Linked DNA regions of Rattus norvegicus: region 2 is linked to region 1. The links are chromatin contacts, called in public Hi-C maps. All regions are on one chromosome and are shown on one strand. The core of a region is the stretch at or near the end of the contact, and the rest is flanking DNA. Distances in the headings are between cores, read along the strand shown.

Evidence for each region. A called contact is a pair of places that touch in the nucleus more often than the background predicts.
Region 2: a contact with region 1 is called in a Hi-C map of Schwann cells, with 7 times the contacts expected there. The contact joins the promoter of Col5a1 here to the enhancer-like site in region 1. A contact is called at or near these places in 5 of 12 Hi-C or Micro-C datasets (Schwann cells, frontal cortex, kidney and 2 more).

The regions. Positions count from the first base shown.
Region 1 is chr3:31,263,532-31,268,829 of GRCr8, forward strand. No RefSeq gene overlaps it. Among named protein-coding and RNA genes, the nearest start is that of Trnaa-agc47, 22 kb to the left of the region's middle. Within about 2 kb of position 3,175, at least 7 of the 93 cell types and tissues checked have an H3K27ac peak or open chromatin away from gene starts, as enhancers often do.
Region 2 is chr3:31,604,614-31,609,826 of GRCr8, forward strand. It overlaps Col5a1 (collagen type V alpha 1 chain), which reads left to right and starts at 2,267. Exons shown (of 66, transcript NM_134452.2): 1 at 2,267-2,378. The coding sequence starts at 2,270.

The DNA of each region.
Region 1 (5,298 bases), core at 1,925-4,424:
ACTATTACCATGGTGGGGAGCATGGAAGCAGGCAGACACAGTGCTGGAGAAGTTGAGAGTTGTGTGTCCGGATATGGAGACAGCAGAAAGCTACAGGGTCTGGCTTGGGCTTTTGAAACTTAAAAGTTCCCACAACCAGTGACACAGTTCCTCCAACGAAGCCACACCTTCTAATCTTTTCAAATCGTGCCACTTCCATTGTTAAGTCTCAAACCCTGGAACAAATGGCCGAGATGCTTTTCTAACCTATCAGAGTTAACCTGGCTATCAGGTTTTTCCAGTATCCCTCCCTACCTGTTGCAGGGTCCTCCTTTCTGGTATGCCCCACTCCCCCTACTCCAAACTCTCCAGCCCAAAGGACTGGACTGTTTTTTCCTATATAACCCAGCCATTTTGGTTACCTGCCCTTTTTGTACTTTTGCACTCGTGGAGGTTGTGCCTGGTTCCCCTGCTCTCCCTTCTCCCCCCTCCTCTGCCCCCTTGGTCCAGCTCAGACTAGTCACATTCTGTAAAAGTATCTTTGGTTTTCTGTACTTTATTGTCTCTGAGGCTTACTGCTTCAGTCTGCTAACCTTGGCCTGGTCTTGGAAGCTTCTAGCTTCTTTACAATCTAATGGAAGTCTAGAATGTTTTTAGCCTCTGAGACTTGCTGCAGAATAGCCTAACCCTTTCTTCTTTCCTCTGAACTCTGGCTGGCTGGTTCAACTCAGCTGTTCTGCCTCAAACTCCTCTTCAAGCTGACTGATTCAATCTGGCTTCTTACTCTTAGCCTCCAACTTTTTGCTCTGCTTGGCCTCAAACTAACTCTGGCAATCTGTTCTAATCTCTGGCCCTTCATTCTCGGGCTTGTTCTCTCTTCACTTGTAAAGAGTCTGTAAAACTCTCCCAGTAAAACTGCCCCCTCCTCTCTCACTGCCCCTTAAGTAGCTTCCTTTTTTTCTCTCTTCTCATGAGAGCTGCCAGTATCCTATTCGGTCAAATCTTTCTTTGGTTCGTCACTTTGTCTGCCACTCAATTAGACATCACTTTCAAACATGGCTGCTTCCTTCTACAAACTAACTTTACCTTCATAGTTTAGGATTAAAGGTGAGTACTAAGGGCATGTCTGTGTTCTAGCTAGAGGAATTAGAGATGTATGCTAGGGCTGAGTCACACCACAACTAGAAATAGTCCTCCCCCCTCCCCCCAGTAAATAGCACAACCTCAGGATTGACAGTACAGTCAAAGTCCACTCTGGACTCTCAGATGTTCCTGCTTCCCTTTTGCCTAAGGCAAACCTTCTCTTCCTCCGTACCTAGAAGCAGTCATGTCCTCTCCTTTTTTATTTCTTTTGCATTCACCTTTGAGCCTACAGGGGTCATTTCATTCAAACCGTCACATCCAACAAGATGGCTCAGTGGGTAAAGATTGTCACCTCTGAACTCAATGGCCTGAGCTGGATCCCCAGGCCCAGCATCTTGTGACGAGAGAACTGACTCTCACAGGTTGTCATCTGACTTCCACATGAATGCACGTCACAGTGTATGCCCCACCCCTACAAATAAATGTAATATTTATTTATTACTTAGAGACAGAGTTTCTCTGGGTAGTTCTGGCTGTCCTGGAACTTGCTCTGCAGACCAGGCTGGTCTACAGAGATCTCAAGGCTCTACCTGCCTCTGTCTCCCAAGTGCTGGGATCAAAGGTATGTGTCGCGACTGCCTGCTGTAAAAAATTGTTTTTTTGGTCTTTAAATATTTTAAAATTTATTTTATGTATGTGAATGTTTTGCTTTCATGCACACTAGAAGAGGGAATCAGATTCCATACAAATGGTTATGAGTTACTATGTGGTTGCTAGGAATTGAACACAGCTCCCCTGGAAGAGCAGTGCTCGGTCTCTCCAGCTTGTGAAAAACATTTTAAAAGGAGATTAAAAAAAAAAAAAGGTGTGAGTGGTGGTGCACACCTTTAATCCCATCACTTGGGAGGCAGAGGCAGGCAGATCTCTGAGTTCAAGGCCAGCCTGGACTACAGCGTGAGTTTCAGGGCAACCAGGGCTACACAAAGAAACAAACAAACAAACAAAAAAAATAATAGGGGCTGGGGAGATGGCTCAGCGGTTGAGAGCACTGACTGCTCTTCCAAAGGTCCTGAGTTCAATTCCCAGCAACCACATGGTGGCTCACAACCATCTGTAGTGGGATCTGGTGTGTCTGAAGACAGCAACAGTGTACTTACTCATATAAATAAAATAAATCTTTATAAAAAAAAGTATTTAAGACATTAGATAAGGCCAGACCTATGGGTTTAGAGATTGGTTCAACTAGTTGGAAAGGGAAACTACTTTAACAGTTAAAGTTAGACTCTGTTCATTAAGTTCAAAGCTTTCATTCATAAAATCAATTAACAATGTAGACTGCCCATCTGTCTCTGAGGACACTGTCAGCTAGTCAGCACCCTAAATTCTCCCAGAGTCAGCTCATTTTACGACTCTTTGAGTCTGGCGTCCTTATGGTCACCAAACCCCTGTATGTGGTGTTTGTTTGTTTGTTTCTTTGCTTTTGTTTTCTGAGATGGGGCTTCTTTGTATAGCCCTGGTCATCCTGGACCAGGCTGGCCTGGAACACGGAGATTCCTCTGCTGATAGGTCCCATGTTATATTGTTATTGACCTTATGCCCATCTTGACATATGTGGGGAGACCACAGTGCTCCTCACTGATGTTGGGGAACCCCTGGAAAAATGACTTCCCACAGTCATGCTAAGAGCAGTGTCTTCTGGACCATGCCGCACAGATGAGAGACATCCTGGAACAAATTTAGTGTAACATTCCAGTCTCTTTGAGGGGTCACACTTTCCTCTGTGACCCCACACAGTTCGAGGCTTCAACTTTGTGCCACTCACCCCGTGGGCCATGTCTTTGCCAACCAGCTGAACTGAGCTTCTCTCCCTGCTCTACCAAAATCTGCTTAGCATTATCATAAGCCAGCAAATCCAGCCTATCCAGTTTGATTCCTCTGCAGTTATGCCACATGTTTAATGGTGCATTGGAGGCAAGGCCATTCAGGTGAGGAAGCTCTTTCAGCCTCTTCCAGCTTGCACTTTTGGGAGTCTGGATTTCCCAGATCTCAGATGCAGTTTCTGCTCTTGATCTGGAGGAAGTTCCACCATTCTCCACGCGGAGGCGGGCTTGCACCACTCAGGGTGCAGGGGCTCTGGAAAAGCCAAAAAAGTTTTCGCTCCCCACCTTGGAGCCTCAGACCTTGGGCAGGGCTGCTTTTGTTAACTTCCACTTCTCTTTGGCTTGGACACGTTGCCCACTCAGACTGGGGTTTGTTTCTTTCTTCCCAAAGGGACTGATCAGAGAAGTATATAATGTGGACTTGGTTCTGGGGCAGGCTCGGGAGGCCCAGCTATGACTGCCCTATTTCCAGATGGAGAAACTAAAACTTGGAATGCTCACAGGGTGCTGGGGTGATGACACCGGCCACTCTTGGGGTGTTCTGATTTTGTTCTAGCACCTTGGCTGACAAGCACAAACTGAACTGGGGTCTACAGCCCCAAAGGACTCTGGGATGCTAGGGAATACCCTGGGCTTGTGACTTGGTGTGTAGTTATGTTTTGGGTCTCCAGTAAGTGCTGTGGTGGACCAGCTTCTGCCCATTGCATATGTACTGTGCATATATGCAATTCCCATGTGTGATGATTAATGTTGACTGTCAGGTTGACAGGATCCAGTGTCACTTATGAGACAAACCTCTAGACATGTCCTCAAGGAATTTTCTAGATTGTGCTTCTCCAGGTAGGAAAACCCCTACCCCCGAAACTGGCCAGTACCATTTCATGGGCTGGGGTTTTATTCTGAATAAGAAGAAAGTGGGCTGAGTACCAGCATTCATCTGTCTCTGCTTCCTCAGCATGGATGCCACATGACTAGTTTCCTCAGGCCCCTGTAGCCACATCTTCCCCACTCTGGTGATGTGAACCCCTCTCCCCCTCCCTTCTTTGAGTTCCTTTTGTCAGGTGTTTTGTTAAATAGCAACAAGGAAAATAACAATTTTTTCCTACCACCCAGGAGACAAATGGAAGCATGGGTGAAGAGCCCAAGCCAGTCACCAGATTCTCTGAGGGACATAGTTTGTATTTCTGTAAACCTGATCATCTGTTTTTGTGAATGGCCTGGGAAAGATACAACCAACCAGTCAGTGGCTTTGAAGGCTCAGCCGAGTCCCCACAGGGGACAAAGGGCTGGGCTAGAGGTTTGTGGTATGTACGACTGGCTCAGGTGGCTTAACAGGACCTTGTCTGTGGACACCTCTGACTGTACCAGCACTTCGCAGACAGGCTACTGCTTAGACTCTGGGTTGATTTTTCTGTGTCTCAATGAGACTGGTGTCAGTTTTAAAGTAGCTGCCGTCTGCTGGAGCCCGAGTTCTGGCAATTAGCTTCTTATTTCTCACGGCAGAGAATGACTGAGGCCAAGCTCTCTCTGGGAGATGCCCCCACAAGTGACCAAGGCTGACTCCCTCTGGGGGATGCCCTTGTGCTTCTAGTTTAGCAGGCCTTGGATGGTTTCCTGCTTTTGTGGGGAGGTGAATGACTATCCAGTGGGGTGAGCCTTCTCCTTGGGGCCCTCTATTAATAAAACAACAACTGACCCCCGGACGTGCAGGCAAATGAGGGGACACAGTATTCCCAGGGTCGGCGTTGGTCCAAAGACCTTTCGTGCCTGACCCAGCCGCCTCTGGAGTGCTCCCATCCTGCTCTGGCCCCTTGGCTGAAGGACCGGAAGTTCTGCATGGTCCAAGCTGGGGCTGCTCTTCCTCCAATATATAAATAACCCACTACCAGCTCCCTGGGAGAGTCCTAAGGGCCCGAAGGAGGGAGGGACAGGGTCCCAGGCCCTTGAGACCAGGCATGACTCAGATAAAGTCATCTGCTTTCCAGGTTGTTACAGAACCTTCTTGGTCTACCCTGGTGCTGTGCTGTTTGCAGAACCCAGAGGCAGCCTAGATGAGGGCGCTTGCTCTGTTTCTCTCATTCAGTCGTTTTTGTGGAATCAGTGGCTATTGGCTGGGACAGACATGGAGACAATTTTCTCCTGGCTCTGGAAGCCTAGCTGTGCTGGAGAGGTGGACGACTGAAAGCCAGGGCAGGGACCAAATTTCTATCATCCATCTAGAGCAGTGGTTCTCAACCTTTTAATGCTGTGACCCTTTACAACAGTTTTTCATGTTGTGGGGACCCCAACCATAAAATTATGTCCATTGCTACTTTGTAACTGTAATATTGCTACTGTTGTAAATCATTATGTAAAT
Region 2 (5,213 bases), core at 1,017-3,516, 340 kb after region 1:
GAGGATTCTGGGTATGGGGCTGGCTCAGTCTGAGCAGGATGGCTAGGATGTACCGGCTGGGAGGCAGACATTCTGAATCTGACCAGCATGAAAAGGTGAGCAGCTGCAGGCACAACTGCCACCATGAGTTGTTGAGTTGATGGCTCTGGGGAAGCCCCTTATCCTCTCTGACTTGCAGGGTCCCCATCTGCAGATGGGAAGAATGATCTCTCATGATGTGTGGACCTGATGCAGGTTGGGGATGGGGGAGGTGTCAGCCAAACTTGGTGAAAGTCCCACGGTGGCTGAGGTTTTCGTCCCCCATGAAACTCACCAACAGAATGGGATCGCACTCTCTTACTCTTGATGTAGGACATACAACACGTACACAAGCACATGCTACACACACATATGCACACACACATGCACACACGCACACATGTACACATCTCATTATCATTCATACAACTTACACACATACATCATTATTCCATAACCAAATATACAGGTTGACTTCTAACTTTACTGTACTGTGCCTGAGTCTGTCTGTCTGCTTGTATGTTCAAGCTTGTTTCCCTCCGCCCCTATGTACCATGGATGGATTTAGGACCTTCTTGGCCAGCCTCTGAGCTGTATCCCCAGCTCTTGTCCTCTCTTCTGTGTGCGGTGTGATGTTCCCTATACGGCACATCCCACGCTTAGGCAAAGATAGAATTAAGTCAGTACTAGTCACCTTTATCCAGATTCAAGAACCAGAGCATGGCCATCCCAGCAACTCCTCTGACTGCCTCTATTCCCTGACTGCCTCTGTTCTCTGACTGCCTGTATCCTCTGACTGCCTCTACTCCCTGACTGCCTCTGTCCCCCCAACCCCCGACTGCCACTCTCCTCCTGCTTAGAGAAGGATGAGAAATAAGGGGGGCTGAGGATGTGACCAGAGAGAGGAGTCCCAGGCAGACCTCCATCACTCCAAAATCCTTACAGGCTGCAAAGCGTTCAAAGGCAGTAATGACTTTGAATCTGAAAGCCTTCTTAATTCACTCTGATTCTTTCTAAACAAACCCTGAAGGCTTTGGAGAAGGGCAGGGCGGTGAGTCAGGCGTTTGCAGGGCCTCCTGGGCTTGGAGAAGTCTGGGAGAACTCTGGTCTGCTGTAGACGGGGAGCTGGGATCCCCTCTCCTTTCTCTAGCTGTCAGGTCTGGAAGGGGGCTCCTTCTTTTCCTTAGAAGAGGTTGGGCCACCAGGGACAGCAGAAAGACGGTGGGCTGGGATTTGAGACTGACTTTGACCTGATCAATAACTTGGTTATCCCATGTTCACGTAAGGCCCCTCTGGGCATCCTTGACAGTCTGGTAGGTGGAGGGGTGGAAGGCGGGTCCCCAGCGCTGGGTCGGCCTGTCAATCATAGTCTAGGGAGCCCCTTCTAGCTGAATTGCAAGTTGAGTCTCCGCCCAGAAGAGGAGCTCTCGGAACTCCTCCTTAAAGAGAAAGTTCCGCGTGGTAGTGCAATCTCTCTTTTGAATTCGAGCGATCTAACTTAGGGGGTCCATCAACGCTGATTTTGGAGTCTGGCCAGGTCGGTGTACCTGAGGCGGGAAGAATCTAAGACCCGTGTGGGCCATCGGGGTCCAGAGGCCGCCGCCCAGAGCTGGGAGAAAGGACGGGGGCGCCGCCCCCGTCCCACGTCCGCTCCCGCCCCGGGCCAGCCCCTTCCTAGCCGCGACTCGCCCGCTATCCCCACCCCCTCGCCCGCGGCGCCCAGTGGGAGGCGGGGGCTGGCCTTGCTGAGCCGGGCGCAGGGCTCTGATTTGCTGCGGGCGTGTGGGGCGGGGGGTGGGGGTGGGGGATCGACAGCCTCCGCGGTGTCTGCCAGCATCGAGGGAGGGAGGGAAAGGGGGAAAAAGTGTTGGGCGCCGAAGGCGAGGTCCGCACTCCTCGTCCCCGCGGCTGGCGCAGGACCTCATTCCAGCGGAGCGCCCACGGGGAGCGGGTCGCGGGGCGGCAGCGGTGAGGAGGCCACGAGACTAGAAGGAGGAGGACAGGGAGCGCGCGAGCAGCCAGCGAGGGGGTCCTGGCCGTCCCGGGCCATAGTCGATCCCCGCGCCGTGGGCGAGCGCGCCTGCCGCCTCTTCCAGAACACCCACCGCCGCGGGGGAGATCGGGCGGGTGCAGAGCTTCCTATGACTCCCTGAAGTTGTTGCGCTCCCCTAGCATCCGCCTCCCGGGCCGTATCTCTGGTCCTCTTGCATCGTGTGCGTCCCCCACTCCCCGGCCCGCGCACCCTGCCGGCATGGACGTACACACCCGCTGGAAAGCTCCGCGCCCGGGCGCCCCGCTGCTGTCCTCGCCGCTGCTCCTGCTCCTGCTGCTGCTGTGGGCGCCGCCTCCGAGCCGCGCAGGTAAGAGCGCTCCGGGCGCCGGGGACCGGACCTCGGGGACTGCAGGAGGTGCGCGAAGCCGTAGCGCCGCTGTCATCTCGGGCGCCTTCGCTGCCGGCCTCCTCCGAGCCTGCAGAACTTTCCCCCTTGGCCTGTGGAATGCACCGGGCAAGACAACGAATACCATTCGTTGGGGGCCCAGGAGAGGGAGCCGGGCCAACTCTATCCCGGCGGTGTACCGCCCCCTCCTCAAACGGGCCAGCTGGGTGGGGCTGTTGGTCGAGTCAAGGAAAAATCTGCCTCGTGTTAGATCCGAGCAGAGGTGGTCACACTTTTGTCCCCAAATCTCTCATTCCCTGTCCCACATCACAGGCGACCCGCTGCATCCCACGCAACCCTCCAGCAGAAACTTTCCTTTTGAAAGCTGGGAAGGGCCGCCCCCTAGAGTCAAGGCCGTTCAGTTCCTTGGGGACTCCTAGGGGTGGAGGGGGATCCCAGAAGTTTGAATCCCAGCTTTGGACTTCCCTCAGCACACACCCTCTTGCTTGTCTGAGCTAACTTTCTGCTTTCCCAGGGGACAGAGTTCCCTGTAGTCCCCGCTAAGTCTTCAGAGGGCACTGGGGAGCCCTGTGCGATAGGCCAGCCCTACTCCTAGCCTGACCTCAAACCTCCTAACACCTCAGAGGTAGTTTTCTTGGGCTTACTGCCCAAAGATGGGATGAACAGGAAGCCTGGCCAGGAGAGGGCCTTGGAGTCTGGGCTGGGAGCTTCTTAGATGATCTGCACATGTGAGACTCCTCCTGCCAGCGTGGGCCCTCTGAAGGAGCCCTGCTCCAAAGGAAGACTTGGGAGGTACTGATTGTCCCTGTCCGTATTTCAGCGCTTCCAGGCTCAGGTCTGGGCAGGCATGTTACTTTCAGCATCATTGTTAGTTGGGGGATAATCTTCCCAGACCCCTTAAACACCATAACTCAGGGTGGCACAGCGCCAGGCATGTGCTGATATGGGAAGGTGAAGGTGGTTAGAAAGGAGTTCAGGCAGCGGAACAGCCGGTTGGCTGCAGCGAACAGTGGTCAGCCCTTGCCCAGTGACAGGGCTCTTCTTAGCTTAGCTGGTGCTTCCGAGACTAGCGGGAGAATCAATTTCCACATCCCATGGCCAATTACAATATTCTTCTTTTGCTTCCTGGCACCAGGAGTGTCCAGTGGGTACAGGATGAGCAAGAGTGGGGATGAGAAGGGCCCCAGGGCCTTTGGGGACAGAGGGGGAGCTTAGGCTGATGATCCCCACTCTACTGGAACTTGGACTAACTGACCTGGAGTGATGAAGTCCCTCAGGAAAGTGTGGCGGAGAGACAAGATGGGGCAAGCCTCTCTGCCCTCCACCCCGCAGTGCTCCCCTGGTACTTAGTCCTGCCCAGCTCCTCCCCATGGGCACCCCCAGAACCTCAGGAAGGAAGCCTTCAGTGGAGCCCTCACGTGGGAAGCTGGGGTTACCACTATCATAGTTAGGGTGTTCCTGGCTCCAGTCCTGCCTTGTCCTGTGGCCACCCACCTCTCTGTTTCACTCTCTCACTGTGCCTTGTGCCCCCCCCCTTGCTGTTGAGGGTGCGGCCACTTGGAAGGGGCTGTCTGGGTCCTGGCTGTGCTGTTAGATGTTTTGCTTTGGACAAAATCAACTTTTAGAAGCACGTACAGACATTGAGGGCTCTGGGAGGCTTTCCCCTCTGCTCCTGTGGTGCGACCCACTTTGAAGTCACCCTCAGTGCGTGGCCAGAGGGGCAGCAGTCCACTTTTGATGTTGGCAGGTCAGGAGAAAGTGCAAACAGACCCTGCTCTGCCCTATTCTGCTCTCCCTCTCAGGATCTGCCAGATGTTTTCTGAGGTTTCTGTGAGCACAGCTCTTCTGTCTCTGTCTTGGCCAAGTGTGTGAAGGAGTGAGAAGTCCGATTGCTCTGGGAGCGGCTAAAAGCCTTAAAGGGGGGGGAGGATGAGAAATGAAATGTGACCCCAATATTTGGAAATTGAGGTCATCTCCTCCATGTGCTATTGGTGGGCTTGAGTCACATGACTGCTTTTTTTGCAATAATTTGCAGAGAAAGCCAGCCAAGTTTTGGGAGACTTGACAGATACTGAATGGTTAAATTTCCTGTGACTCAATGAGTTGGCTACAGGGACATCCTTGGGCCTTCCCTCCCCCTTCCTCCCTCCCCTCTCCTCCCTCTTCTCTCTTCCCTACATACCTCCTTCACTTTCCCCACAAAGTCCAGTCTGTAGAAGTCCCCTGTGTCTGTCAGGGCGTATTACTCTGGCCACAGGGTTGGAGCTGTGGGCCCTCTCCAGCTGTGTGGTAGATGAGTGCCCTCCTGGGGCTAGCTCACAGCCTCTTCTCTGATGATGTTGTCTTGGGGGCTGGCCCTGCGGTGCTGGCCAGAGACTGCTCTGCACCCCACCCCGTAGATATTTCTGGATGCTCCTCAGAGCCACACCCTTAGCCGACGGCAGTTGATGCCCTCTGCCTGCCCCTGCCTCTGGCTGGAAGCCTCTTTCTCCATCTTTAAAAATCAAGCTGTACCCTCTTGTAGGGTTACAGTTGTTGAGTGGGAATCCGGACTGTAAAGATCTCACCTGGTCCCCACACCGCACAGCAGGGATGGTGAGTGTCGCACAGTGGGTCAGGGAAACGTTATCTCCCCTACCCCAGGACACTGTTGTAGTCTGGGGCTGTCCAGCCTGCCTATCGAGTGCTCAGGAAACAGTTAATACTGGTGGCTAGTGTGCTGGTACCTGTCTGGACAGAAGCTGGGCAGTAGAGCAGCAGAGATGACCAACCTGGCCAAAGCCCCAAGTGACGGAG